Regions from separate parts of the Sus scrofa genome. Here regions 2 and 3 are each linked to region 1. A link is a contact called in public HiChIP or PLAC-seq and promoter capture Hi-C data. All regions are on one chromosome and are shown on one strand. The core of a region is the stretch at or near the end of the contact, and the rest is flanking DNA. Distances in the headings are between cores, read along the strand shown. Region 1 holds the start of LACC1 (laccase domain-containing protein 1). Region 2 holds the start of LOC102159419. Region 3 holds the start of EPSTI1 (epithelial-stromal interaction protein 1).

Region 1 (4,395 bases), core at 1,438-3,937:
TGCTCTCATAGTTCAATTAAAGATTATGTAAACCTACAAAATAGTACAAAAATAATGTTGGTTCTTTCTTTAAAATATATGTTTAATAGTCTGGAAAGACTAAAGTGAGTTGTCTGAATGTGTGAAATAACTATAAAAGATTATAAAGAAAAAATAGCAGTCAGATAGCTACACAAGTGCCTTTAAGTTATTTTCCTCATAAAGAATGAAATCTTGAGAAATCTTAGCTGATGGTTTATCGGTATAGTCTATGGAAGGGAGATGATGCAGAACTCTGATCAGGAGGCCACGTGAAAAAGAGAGGCCTTAGAGTTTCTCGAGACCGGCAAATACACAGTTGTTTCAGGTTTAAAAAATGTTTAAAGTATTATGATATACTTTTTCAAGACTCTCTGGTGTGACTTTGCTTTTAAACAGATTTAGATATAATTTATATACTATCAAGTTTGTCTTTATGAAGTGTACAATTTAATGTTTCATTGACTTCAATATATTGTTTGGCTATGGGTTCAGACTGTATCTTTGAGAGAGCTTGTCCTCTACTAAAAAAAAAAAAAAAAAATGCTAAAGCAGCAGCAGTTAATTCTCCTTGGTGAGGGTATAGGAACTCAAGGTAAGTTATGTTTGAGCTTGAAGGGTCCTAACTAGTAACAGTTAAAAAAACATGAAAGGAGAAGGGTGTTCTAAGTAGAAGGAATAGCTTATGTAAGGATGAAATCATATGGTGTTCCAAGGAACACCCTTTTTAGCTTGCGTGACTTGGGAATAGGGAAGTTGTTTTTTTTTTTTTATCAAATCTAATTATGCATCTGAATCATCTGTAAAGATTAAAAGAAAACAAAAAACAAAGCCAAACTTGCCCAGACTTGACTGCTGGAGATTCTGATTCAAAGGTACATCTAGAGCAGGGTGGCACCTGGATTTATGTTTTTAAGCTCTAGGTATAGTTCCTACTAACAGCCAGGATTGAGAGCCACTGGAGCAGGGGGAATGGAGATGAGGAAGAGTGTTAAGAGATGAGGCCATAGTCTAGGATCAGATGGTGCAAGAAAATGGTATGTAAATACAATATAATGACAAATTTTCTATTCTTTGACCACTTCCCTATTTTGAAATATTTAAAAGTTTTTTAAACATTTTACTGTTATACATTGTAATTATTATTATTTTGGCCACACCAAGGGCATGTGGAAGTTCTAGGCTAGAACTGGAACTAGAACCACAGCAGCAACCCAAGCCGCTGCTGTGACAACACCAGATCCTTACTTAACCCACTGCACCACCAAAGAACTCCTAACTTTTTAACTGTTACTGTTGCATGAGAGAAAATGAATTCCCACCATTTGTCTATAAAAACAGAGATAAATGTTTTAACCCAGGCTTGTAACTAAAAGACGTCTATTTTGCTTACAGTAATATATATATAGTCTTTTTGCCTTTTCTAGGGCCACTCCCGTGGCATATGGAGGTTCCCAGGAGAGGGGTCTAATCAGAGCTGTAGCTGCTGCCCTACACCACAGCCACAGCAACGTGGGATCCGAGCTGTGTCTGCAACCTACACCACAGCTCACGGCAACGCCGGATCTTAACCCACTGAGCAAGGGCAGGGACCGAACCCGCAACCTCATGGTTCCTAGTAGGATTCGTTAACCACTGCGCCACGACGGGAACTCCTTTCTTTTTTCTTTTTTTTTTTTTTTTTTTTTTTTTTTTGTCTTTTTGTGCTTACAGTAATATTTAACATAAAACAAGCTCAGGGCAGTGTAAATCTTCTCATCAGGGCACCATATACCACTCAGGGCACTTAACAAATATCCAGCAAAAATAATGAAAATACAAATGTTGACAAAAACAGCTGCCAGATATGAGCAGTGGCTTCCTATCGAGGGTTGGTAACCCCATTCTCTACTCAAATAGAACGGAAGCACTCGCCCACTTCCAAGAGCTCTTCAAACTCCCAGATAGCTGAGAGTCTTTCTTTCAGGTACAGGTTCCTCACTTATGATGTGAAACTATCAGAAACAAGGACCTCTTTCCATTATAACCAGTTACACAGGAAACACCCTCTCTTCTACTCTTTGAAGGTTGAAGAAAGAGCATCTGCTTTCCATATCCGTAGGAGCTGCTCAATATTTTAAAATAAATGAATGTTGTGCTCTTTGAGGGCAGAAAAACGAGGCTTCTAATTTTCTACTCGTGGAACATATTTTTAAAAGGGCGCACAGGACAGAACATCCCTTTATCAACACAAGCGAAGGACCTGTCAAGTCTAGTCAGCAAGTTAGGCAGGATCAGCAAAAAGAGAAAGCTCAGCCAATTTATTTCTGCAAACAAAGCAAAACAGTTAAAGAACAAAACCAAACCAAACGCAACAGAAAACAATCCCTTCCCCCTGCCCCAAGGAAGCCTATTACTAGAACCTGGGTGGGACAGACTGCCGGGGCCTAACGGAACGAGGTTGGGGGGGAGGGCTGTGCTCAGGACATGAAACCCTGTCGCGACCGACCGCGCCGCTGGCCGGCGGCTCTTCAGGCCGCGACTGTAAGCGTGAACGCGGGGAAAGGGCTTCGCCCGCCCCGGGAAGGGAGGCGGCGGTCGACCCGAGGCCCCAGGCCGCCCGCCCCGTCGGGAAGCCGGCCCCGCGCCCCACGCGGCCCGTCCCCGCCCCCGCCCCGCCTCCCGCCCGCGGACCCGCCTGGTTCAGGCCGCAAGGCCCGTCGCGACTCCGGTTCTCGTTCCTCCTCCGGGCGCCAGGCGGCGAGTGCGGGCAGGCGGCCTGACCCGGAACTGCTGACGCTTCCCCGCACTCGGGCGCGTCCACCCCCCGCGTCGCTCCCCGCCGGCCCAGCCGCGCCTCCGCGGCCCTCGGGCAGATGAGGCGGGACGGGCGCCGCCCACACAGCGGCGGGTCCGGGCTTAGGACGCCCCGGGACGCGCTCGCGGCCGCCGGGTCGCGTTCAGCCTCAGGACGGGCGTCGGGGGCAGCAGACGTCTCCGAGTTCGCCGCGCGGGCCGAAGGTGGAACCGAGCTCGACGTGCCTCAGGCGAGGACGGAGCACAGGCTCGGTGTGCGTCCGACCGTCAGAAAGTCCTGAAGGGCAGGCGGAGTCTGGACAGCGGTCCTGGCGGGTGGGGTCGCGCCCCCCAGGCTTTCCACAGTGCAGAGGGAGGGGCCTAGGAGTGACCGCGGAGGAAACTGTCGGGGGCGGGGGCGGTGTCTCCGAGGCGGGTCACCAGAGAGACCCACAGCCTGGGGTGGGAGGGCAGGGGCCGGAGGTGAGAAAACCGGCGCAGGGGCGGGGAGTCGGGAGGAGAGCGGTGGGCTGCCCAGCTGGTCTCAGTCGCTGTTGCTCTTGTGGTCCTTGCTGTTCCTGAGAGCTGTGTGAATCCTGGAGGGAAACGTCTCAGTCAACTCTGATCTCCTCAGAAACGCAATTTTTAGTACAGTTTTGATGTACAGTTTTAGTTTTAGGTGTACGACATAGCGATTCAACATTTTTATAGATTGCACGCTATTTAAAGTTACAAAATATTGCTATATTCTCTGTGCTATACAGTATAACCTTGTAGCTTATTTTAGACACGGTGGTTTGTTATCTCTTAATCCCTACCCCTATCTTGCGCACCCCCCCATTGGTAACCACTATTTTGTTCTCTGGATCTCTAAGTCTGTTTCTGAAAAAACAAAAACAAAAAACGCAACTTTTCCTCAAAGAAGAAAAGCACTTTTTAAGTGCAGCTCTATTTAACCTATCGAACTTCAGGCTGACATATTTCATATAAAGAGCTGTGATCTAACAAGCCAGCCATGTGAGGATTAATGATATAGTGATAAGTTGACACCCTGTAATTAAAAAATAGGACTTTGTCTAAGTCAACAAGTAATTTACTTGCTTAAAATTTGCTATGTAAAAACAAAACAAAAACTGTTGTTCTAAGCCAGAAAGATGTAAGTACTTTCACAAAATGAATTTAGAGATGGCTTTGCTTTCATTGTCATGGTTCTCTTATGACTAATAGTGGACTAGCTTTAATGGGAGGAGTCTAGTATTTTGGTTATATTTTTATTTTATTTTATTTTTTTGTCTTCTTATGGCCGCACCCACGGCATATGGAGGTTCCCAGGGTAGGAGTCAAATCGGAGCTACAGCTGCCGGTCTACACCACAGCCACAGCAACGCCAGATCCAAGCCATGTCTGCCTCCTAAACCACAGCTCACCGCAACACCGGATCCTTAATCCACCTGATCGAGGCCAGGGCTCAAACCTGCGTCCTCATGGATGCTAGTCAGGTTCATTTCCACTGAGCCATGATGGGAACTCCCTATATTTTTAAATCAACGCAAATCTTTTTAATCATCCAAAAATTTCTTTTGTAACTAACTCTAAAGAGAT
Region 2 (5,099 bases), core at 1,594-4,093, 830 kb after region 1:
GGATCGAACATGCGTCCTCATGGATACTAGTCAGATTCGTTTCCACTGAGCCACAATGGGAACTCCATATTTAGGAATTTTTTTGTATGCAGCATATCTCTGAGGGAACATACATACAAATCTATGTGACTCTATATACCCACATGGGCGCGCTTAAAACAATCTCTATGCAGACCCTCTCAGAGTTCATGACCGTATGCAAAAATGGAAGCATATTGAGAACATATGCCTAGTTCAAATACTCCAAATAACAATCATCACTTTCTAGAAATGATAATATGGTGAATAAAAAAATTTTAATAACTCAAAATTTCAAACAAAAATTGTTACAACTATGTTAATGCAGCTATGCCTTAACCACTGACCAAAAGCGAGATACCATAGAATTTTTAAAATTCATCTTCTCTGCACCCAGTAGTTTAAGAGGGAGTGGTATCAGGCCAGGATACCATGAAAGATTCAATGTGGGGGAGTTCCCATTGTGGCTCAGTGGGTGAAGAACCAGACTAGTATCCATGAGGATGTGGGTTCAATTCCTGGTCCTGCTCAGGAGATTAAGGATCCAGGGTGGCGTTGATTACAGATGTGTTCTTGGAACAGATCTATCGCTCCTGCACCTATGGTGTAGGCAGGCAGCTGCAGCTCTGCTTCGACCCCTAGCCTGGGAATTTCCATACGCCCCATAGGCTCTAAAAAAAGACAAAAAAATAAAATAAAAATAAAAAGGGTAGGGAGGGGATACAATCTAAAGGCCAATACTAGGGAATCAGAGGCATAAAATCCAGAACCAATGCTTCATGAGTAAAATGAGGGGTTCCATTAAATGGCTGCAAAGGGCATTTGCAGTTCAGTGTATGACTCTAGACTGATTATAAAGATGATTAATAAAAATTATGGAAAAACGTTTTGTAAAATACGAGGCAGTAAAAATGACAAATATAATGCAAGCAACCACCTCCCCACAAAGTTAAGCTCTTCCTTTTATTAAGTACGTGTCTGTAGAAGTATCTACCATGCTCTGGGGCTCTTAAGTATCATTTGCATCCAAAAGAAACTTTTGTCAAATTTTGTGAGGCCACAAATCTATTTTATGGAAATGAACAGTACATAGGATGAGTTTATTTAACAACCTTCACGTGAATGGAACTCACTTGCCATATGAAAGAAAGTTTTAAAACAACAAACAAAAAACATAGCTCCTAAGTGGCAGCCTTGTCCATCAACTACCCTTCCTCTCCTTGCTCATTTTATTTTAGTTTGGGGATTTTTGTTGTTGTTGTTTTGGCCTTGCCCATCCACGTGCAGAAGTTCCTGGGCCAGGGATAGAACCAGTGCCAGAGCAATGACAACATCAGATTTTTAACAGGTAGGCCACCAGGGAACTCCTCTTTCCTCATTTTAGTCCCGGGAGCCCTGAGGACTGCATAATTTTTTGTGGTTAAATCATAAATAGTCCTGTTATTAAACTCTGCTAAGAATGTCATCAGTTTCCTACTGGGCTCCTGGCTGATAGAGGCATAATAATATTATCTAATAACAAAATAAAGATCGAATTTAAAAAGGTATGTAAAACATTTAGCCTAGTTCATAGCATGTGCTCAATAAGTAGTATTATTGTGATTAGGCTTTTAATTTTCCTATCAATCCTGTCCCACTCAATTCAATAAATGCAGAGTACCTGCTGATGATCAGTTTCTGCTCCAAGCTCTGTATTAGGAATTCTGAATAAGCATCTATTTAGCTTAGCATTTTTCTCATGAAGGATGACATTTTTCTGTCCCTTAAAATCCCGAAGGACTTTAAAAAGAGAGGAAATTTCAAAGTCCTTTGGATGCCAAGTCTTTTTCACAGTCATTCCTCAGTGTTAATGGCAGTCTGGGAACAAACTGGGGGAGTTTCAAACAGTTCAACACCAATGGGAAAGAGTGCGGCTTCTAAATGCCTGGAGGTTTTCCCTAATGGCAAATGTTTGGAGAGGTAAGAGAGATAAACTATGCCAGCAAAAGATGCACTTATTTGGGAAACAGTTGGAAACTGGTCACACATCAGTACTAAGATTTCTAATTCTAGAGATCTTATTGAGCATATCATGAATTCTTGACGTTTTTAAAACAGAATGTGTCAAATAAATATGTTAGGGCGTGAGAAGAAAGTGGTTTTTTTGCCATTGCCTCGCTCTTCAATATTTGTAATAACCTAATTTTCTTTTCTTCCTCCCTGCCCCCTGCCCCCCCCAATAACTGGTTTAGTGAAACCCAATAGATTGTACACTGACCTCCTTTGCCCTCAATAATACTTCTTTTCAGAAAAACCTTGCTGTCGTTCTCGAAGGAACGGATGGCTTTCGGCAGTTTAAAAGCCCTGCAATGTCCTACAATGTGTCTTTTCTTTTTTCTTTCAAAGAAGAGCACTTTTTGGTCGTTTGGCTCCTATTCATAGTACAAAGAGAAATTACGCAGAAAAATCAGCTGAAACATTTATCTTAGCACAGGATGGCTGGCTCAAGGCTCCTGAGATGTAAGCAACATTTCAAAAGCTAATCTGGCACGGTCCAAGTCCAAGTTAACTTCCTCCTCTCCGGCTCCAGGACCGGACTGGGTTTGTGTGGGCTGTGTGCCCATGCCGGATCCAGGGAACAGCCTGAGTCTTCAGCCTCAGTCTCTCCTGGCTGCCCTAAAATGAGGTTATACCGTTTACCGAAAAGACTAATCTTTCCCTAGTTAAGAGGAACTTGAGTTGGGTTGCTGTTGGTTACTTTTCAAAAAGGAAGTACTGGCGTTCCCACACCGGGAGTCGAACCCGGGCCGCCTGGGTGAAAACCAGGAATCCTAACCGCTAGACCATGTGGGAGACGACGAACACGCCTGCCAATCTAGACAGATTGAGTCTTCCGCCTGATTGCCTCTTGCCCCGCCCAGCCCTCTGTGTCAGACCCGCTTCTGCGCATGCGGGAACGCCTCGGGTCCGCGTTATCCTGTGGAGCCTTGAGGTGAAGAGTCGAATCTCTTTTTCTCCTCACGTTGGCGTCTTTTCAGGTCTCTTCCAGGCTCCTCATTCTAGACACCGCGTATACACCGGTGTAGACTGTAGGCTGATGAGTCATTATTCACAATTCCTCACAAGAAATCCGGCAGAGCACCGAAGGACGGGGGTTTGGAATGTAGACTCATTAATAAGAAACAAGTGCCGTGTGGAGCCGTGAAAAGAGACCGCAGTGGGCTGGGCGCCCGGTCTCTGGCGGCCGCTGACCAGCCTCCCGGCCGCGGCTCCGAGGGCAGCAGGCTCGCCTCTGTGCCCTCGGGCAGACCCGCGCGCCCGGCCACGCGCCGGCTGTGCGCCCCCGACCACTGGGCCTCAAAGCCTGGGTGTCCTCAGCGCCCGGGCGTCTGTCTCTCTTCGCCGCGCTATGCCGGCCCCATCCCGTCCCCAGAGAGTGTCTCTTTGCCCTCAAGAAACCGGAGCGAGGGCTGCCTGGAAGCCTGGAACTTTCCAGGTTCTGTTGACTCAACGGCAAAAGGCGGGCTTTGTGTCCCTGAAAGTAGACGAAGGTGGTTTGTGAAGGTAGATTTAAGAACTGGAGCATGTCCCTCCCTGCCAGCAGGCATGACTGATGGAAGGTTCCCCGCGGTTCCCCAGCCCGGCCGCGGCCGGAAGCAGCATCCCTCCGGCGCAGCTTCTGCCTTAGAGGCGGCTGCGGGGATTAGGAAGCGCAAAGAACCAGTTGTTGGGCCAGCCCGCGTGGGAGAGCTCTGGTCCCGGTGTCCTCGTGGTGGCTTAAACCACACAGAAGTTGTTTTCACTTGAGCTGGACCCTTTGGAGCCTGGTTAAAAGCTGGTTCTGGTTCTCCTTTACTCCCCCCTCTGGCCCCACCTGCCCAAGGGTCTTCGAAAGTTCTCGATCTGCCCCTGACTGAGGTTCTCTTAAGGCCTCCGTGTGACATTCGGCAACAGGAGAGCAGGGGTGGAAAAAGCCCTGAAATAGAAACGACTTCGACATGTATTCACACAAATCAAGCTCCCCTAAGGGAGAGGCCAACACCATTGAAACTTCGCGAAGCTCTGGAGGAAGACCACAACTTGCTGGCTGCAAACCTACTGTGTGTATGAGACACGTTCACATTCGTTTGCTCATTTAATCTTCATAGTATGAGGTAGGTCTTACTCGAGTTTGGGCGGGTACTTCCTGTACTATCTTTGCATTTTTGAACAGTTTCACTTGTTTGTTTTTTAATCAGTGAGCCAGCTGCCTTTCTCTGGAGGACATCCTACGACTGCGGTTCTCGGTCTGGGGGCCGAGATTTCACCTATACCTTTCAGTTCTGTATTTCCACTTGGTAATTCTTTTTAAAATGTATCTTACCAGTTTTAAAGACAAAAGTTCCCGGTGTAACCCATACATTGGACAGGCACCATCCTTGGGATATAACCAAAATGCAACTTTTCTTTCGTCTCCCAAACCGAAATGTGTTCCTCTTTTTCCTTGGCATGGATGAGAATTTGAGCAGGAACAGAAAACCCTATGGTCACCTTAAATAATAAAGCACAGTCCAGGACAATGCACTTTTCAGCAATTCCATCTTCATTCCAGATGGTTCTCCCCCACTGCTCCATCTTGGGTATCACTTCAGGCTATGAACAGCGGTGAGCTGAATCGGGCTCCCACCAGATCACATTGTCTAACTGCAGGCTTCTCTTTCTAACCCTATATTGGGTGACATCACATTGGTAGCCTGAGATGGCCTTGCTGGGAGAGTATTTACACCCCAGAAATAGGCAGATACTCCAAGGCACGGCTTTTTTGCAGTTAAAAAAAAAAAAAAAAGTGTTCTGGGAGTTCTCATTGTGACTCAGAGGATGCAGGTTTGATCCCTGGCCTCACTCCGTGGGTTAAGGATCCCACATTGCGGTGAGCGGTGGTGTAGGTTGCAGACTCTGGCTCAGATCTGGCATTGATGTGGCTGTGGCCTAGGCTGGTAGCTGTGGCTCTGATTTGACCTCTAGTCTGGGTATTTCCATATGGCATGGGTGTGACCCTAAAAAAAAAAAATAGTATGCTATTTAGCAACACAGGTTAAATATTTACCCTGCTGTCCCAATAG
Region 3 (4,449 bases), core at 685-3,184, 960 kb before region 1:
CTAAGGGTAACCCTAAATGGAACACTATTAAAAGCCTGGTACTTAAGAATTATTTCAGGAGTTCCCATCAGGGCTCAGCATTTAACAAACCCACAAACCCAACCAGTAGCCATGAGGACGCAGGTTCAATCCCTGGCCTCGCTCAGTGGGTTAAGGATCCAGCGTTGCCATGAGCTGTGGTGTAGGTTGAAGATGTGGCTCAGATCCCACGTTGCTGTGGCCCTGGCATAGGCCAGCAGCTACAGTTCCCATTTGACCTCTAGCCTGGGAACCTCCATATGCCACAAATGCGGCCCTAAAAAGACAAAACAAAACAAAAAAAAGAATTCTTTCAAACGTTAAAGGATGTAAGAAAATCTGTTCATTGGTCATAAGGTTAAATATTGTTCCTTAGCAACCAGCATTTTGTCTTTCAGGGGACTAGAAGTCAGTGCAAAAGGTGAAATGAAAGTGAATCTAGAAAGTTCCAGTTCACAGAGGCAGCACTTCAAAAGCAGCAACATCTTTACAAACCATATTGTTGCGTTAAAACAGCTCAGTCCATGGGTGGGAAAGAAAGACTCACTGACACTTTACATAATAAATGCATCCAGGATGGCAACTGTACCAAAGACCCCTGAACTAAAGACCAAGAAGAAATGCTACCTACCTGTTCCTGTGTAGAGCACTTGTCAACGCCAGCAACAAGAAACACTGCAGCCACTCCCATCCTCTCTGGTCCTAAGAAGCTACCTTAAAATGGGAATTTCGCTGGGATGCAGACTCCTAGGAGCAGCATTTGCATATTCTACCCCATAACCTATACCCTCTTCACCGGTAACCTGACATCTGATGTGAAGATACTATTTGGGGCTTTTTTTTTTTTTTTTTTTTGTCTTTTGACCTTTTAGAGCTGCACCCATGGCATATGGAGGTTTGCAGGCTACGGGTCGAATCGGAGTTGTTGCCGCCGGCTTGCACCAAACCCACAGCAACTCTGGATCCGAGCCTCATCTGCAACCTACACCACAGCTCATGGCAACGCCTGATCCTTAACCCACTGAACAAGGCCAGGGATCGAACCCGCAACCTCACGGTTCCTAGTTGGAGTTGTTAACCACTGAGCCACGAAGGGAACTCCTTCTTTTTTTAAATATAATATGATGATCATTGTACACCTATAAATGTAATTCAGTGAGTAATAAAAAAATCAAAAATAACAATTAAGAAAGGAAAAAGAATATGTCCATACTAGTTAAGAGCATGTGTTCTGGAGACATCTGGAAAATGAGTAAGAAGCCTAGGCGTTTACTACACACCCAGTTTTTCGGTCCTGCAGCTAGTGACAAGATCAGGAAGGTCGTGTTCTTGAAAGGAGGGGCGGGGGGGAGGCTCGGATGTTGAGCAAAGGACCCCGGACTGGCACACTCAATTTATAAGCTAATTCATAGATGCTACAGTTCGGACCAAGGAGGCTTCATTTTCTCAGAGACCCGTAAATAAATGAACCACTGTGATTCAAACTCCAATGAGCTGGGAAGTACCTATGGGTCGGTTGGGGGGGGCTGAGCTCCCCCCCACACACAGGACAGGTGGTTAAATACTTACAACCTCGGGCGCTCGTGCTCCAGGCTCTCCCGCGAAGGACTCTCGGCAGCCGCCTCCAAACCCTGCCCGGCGCCCTGCGGCGGGCCCAGCTCCCTGCGCCGCTCAGGGGGGTCCCGGTCAGGGCGGGAGGCAGCGGGGGCTCGGACCCCCGAGCCCAGCACCGCACTGCGAGTGTACATGGTTCAGAGCCCGCGGCGCCCGGACTGCCGCCGCCGCTGGAGGGATGCTGGAGGCGCCTGGACGCTTCGCGGGTCTGGAGATGCGATTCCCAAGTTGGAGAGGCGATTCCGAAGTTTGGCGGCAGCTGTTTGAACAGCTGAGTTTCGATTTCTCGATACTTGCGGCGGGCGGGCGGCGCCACCCGCCGGGACCTCCCCTTCCCTGTTCCTGTTGGGCTCCCTCTATCCTGACCTCAGCCCGCAGCTCCCGCCCACAGCGAGGCGCCCGGCCCGGGGTGTGGAGTGGAGGTGGGCCCCCAGCTACAGGTGAGTTCGATCAAGGCCTCACAACCTCCCTAAAAGCTTATAAAGTTGTTTTATGGTTTACAAGGTTTGATCTGCGATCAGTCCCGGACACTTTGAGGAGTAGCCTCAAGGTGACTAAAACCCGGAAAGACACTTTAGGGAGAGTTTACCAGCTCCCCCTAATGTGACGTTCCTGCTGGATACTGAGCTGTGAGCAATGTATTAACCTTCAGATGCCAGCGATTAGGTGAATAATTAAAAGCATCTGAACAAAATTTGGCCGTTGAACAGTCATGAGGGCTGTTTGGTTTTTTACCATGTACTTTCAAGGTAAAGGACATGGAAAGTGAAATCAAAACGCGAAAGAAAGTGCAAGTGGAGAAGCAAGCCGAGGGGAAGGCAGAGATGATTCCCCCCGCAGCCTCGCTAAGGCATTGATCGGACATTCGCAAAATCTTTATCCATTGCCTGCTGCATGCAGGAAGATATTGGGCAATAATTCAACCAATTATTGGTATGGGGAAGAGTTTAAAATACGAATGTAGGACTTCCTGTGGTGGCTCAGCAGGTTAAGCACCTGACGAGTATCTATGGGGACGCGGGTACATCCCCGGCCTTGCTCACTGGGTTTAGAATCCCGCTGTTGCCACCCGCTGCGTGGTGGGTTGCCAATGCAACTGGGAGACAGCATTGCCGTGGCTGTGGCTTGGGCTTCAGCTGCAGCTCCCATTCGACCTCCAGCCTGGGAACTTCCATATGGTGCACATGTGGCTGGTAAAAGAAAAAAAAAAAAAAATATATATATATATATATATATATATACACATGGATATATGGATTTGTAAGACCTGTAGGTCTGGGAAGATGATTCTGATGTCTGCTGGGTTCGTGACCACTGTCATCAGGCTGGCTGTACAAAGATGAACAAGGCTCTTCCCACATGTAACCTGTATTCTAAGAGACCCGTAAACACACGTTAATGCCACCATGGGAAATAACAAGAGTGGGAGTTCCCGTTGTGGTGCCCTGGAAACAAATCCGACGTGAATTCATGAGGATTCCATCCTTGGCCTTGCTCCGTGGGTTGGGGACCTGGTGTTTCCATGAGCTGTGGCTGCGGCAGAGGCTGGCAGCTACAGCTCCGATTCGACCCCTGGCACGGGACCTTCCATGTGCTGGAAAGTGCGGCCCTAAAAAGAAAAAAAAAAAAAAAAAAAAGAAAGCGTCTGTGTAAGGCTAGGGAATGTTCAAGGGAAACTAGGGATTAGCCCTCTGAATCATCTAAAGACGAGGGACATTTGAGAATGAGCTGCAAAAGACAAAGAGTTCTCCAGGAAGAAGGAGGCACAAAGATGGAGGCTTTAAAAAAAAAAAAAAAAGGAAAAATGTATGTATTTGTATGACTGGGTCACGTTGCTGTGCAGCAGAAATGGACACACAACATTGTAAGTCAAGTACACTTAAAAAAAACAAAAAATGAAAAAACAAAAAAACGGAGGCTTTGGCTTACACTGACCACACCGTGTAAACCCTCGGGGCAGAAGGGCTGGAGCACCCCAGCCTCTAGTTGGCCAGCCACTTAAGAGCTCCATTGTTGTGCTTATGTGACCTGTGCTTAGAAAAGAAAGACAAATACTTGGGGGTTTTTTTGATTTATTTTTTGCTTCTTAGGGCCGCCCTTGCAACATATGGAAATTCCCAGGCTAGGGGTCATATCTGAGCTATAGCTGCCTGCCACAGCAATGCAGAATCCAAGCTGAGTCTGACTTACACCACAGCTCAGGGCAGCGCTGGATCCTTAACCCACTGATTGAGGCCAGGGATCGAACCCTCAACCTCATGGTTCCTAGTCAGATTCGTTTCCACTGCATCACGATGGGAACTCGGATAAATACCTGTTGGATAGCTGATGAAAGAATGAAATTCAAGGGTGTCCAGGGTGTGGAGGAGGACAGGCTGGAGAAGAAGGGCCTTGTTAGAAATGAAGTCAGGGCTTCTCTGCCCAGGTACGGAGTTGGAGCTCTGTCAAGGAGCCCGTGGTTCTCAAACTTCAGAACCCCTTGAAAAACAGACTTCAGGAGTTCCCGGCGTGGCGCAGTGGTTAACGAATCCGACTAGGAACCATGAGGTTGCGGGTTCGGTCCCTGCCCTTGCTCAGTGGGTTAACGATCCGGCGTTGCCGTGAGCTGTGGTGTAGCTTGCAGACGCGGCTCGGATCCCACGTTGCTGTGGCTCTGGCGTAGGCCGGTGGCTACAGCTCCGATTCGACCCCTAGACTGGGAACCTCCATATGCCGTGGGAGCGGCCCAAGAAATAGCAAAAAGACAAAAAAAAAAAACAAAGAAAAACAGACTTCAGGGCCCTGACCCTCGTGTTTCTGATTAATTAGGCCTGGGGT

What was found. Promoter capture Hi-C pulls out the DNA fragments that hold promoters and counts their contacts. HiChIP or PLAC-seq counts read pairs in DNA pulled down with a chosen protein or histone mark.
Region 2: a promoter capture Hi-C map of liver shows a contact between it and region 1, with 14 times the contacts expected there. The contact joins the promoter of LOC102159419 here to the promoter of LACC1 in region 1. A contact is called at or near these places in 3 of 5 promoter capture datasets (fetal liver, fetal skeletal muscle and liver) and 1 of 2 datasets of contacts at active chromatin or transcription factors (alveolar macrophages).
Region 3: an H3K27ac HiChIP or PLAC-seq map of alveolar macrophages shows a contact between it and region 1. The contact joins the promoter of EPSTI1 here to the promoter of LACC1 in region 1. A contact is called at or near these places in 1 of 5 promoter capture datasets (fetal skeletal muscle) and 2 of 2 datasets of contacts at active chromatin or transcription factors (alveolar macrophages and skeletal muscle).

What each region holds. Positions count from the first base shown.
Region 1 is chr11:23,158,082-23,162,476 of Sscrofa11.1, reverse strand. LACC1 (laccase domain-containing protein 1) reads left to right here and starts at 2,687. Exons shown (of 7, transcript XM_005668443.3): 1 at 2,687-3,068. It overlaps CCDC122 (coiled-coil domain-containing protein 122), which reads right to left and starts at 2,816. Exons shown (of 5, transcript XM_021065620.1): 1 at 2,696-2,816.
Region 2 is chr11:22,322,590-22,327,688 of Sscrofa11.1, reverse strand. LOC102159419 reads left to right here and starts at 2,843. Exons shown (of 3, transcript XM_021065393.1): 1 at 2,843-2,989; 2 at 3,091-4,151. The coding sequence starts at 2,843. The coding sequence ends at 3,804. TRNAE-UUC (a tRNA gene) reads right to left here and starts at 2,850; the gene lies at 2,779-2,850.
Region 3 is chr11:24,114,476-24,118,924 of Sscrofa11.1, reverse strand. It overlaps EPSTI1 (epithelial-stromal interaction protein 1), which reads right to left and starts at 1,934. Exons shown (of 11, transcript XM_003482896.4): 1 at 1,588-1,934. The coding sequence starts at 1,766.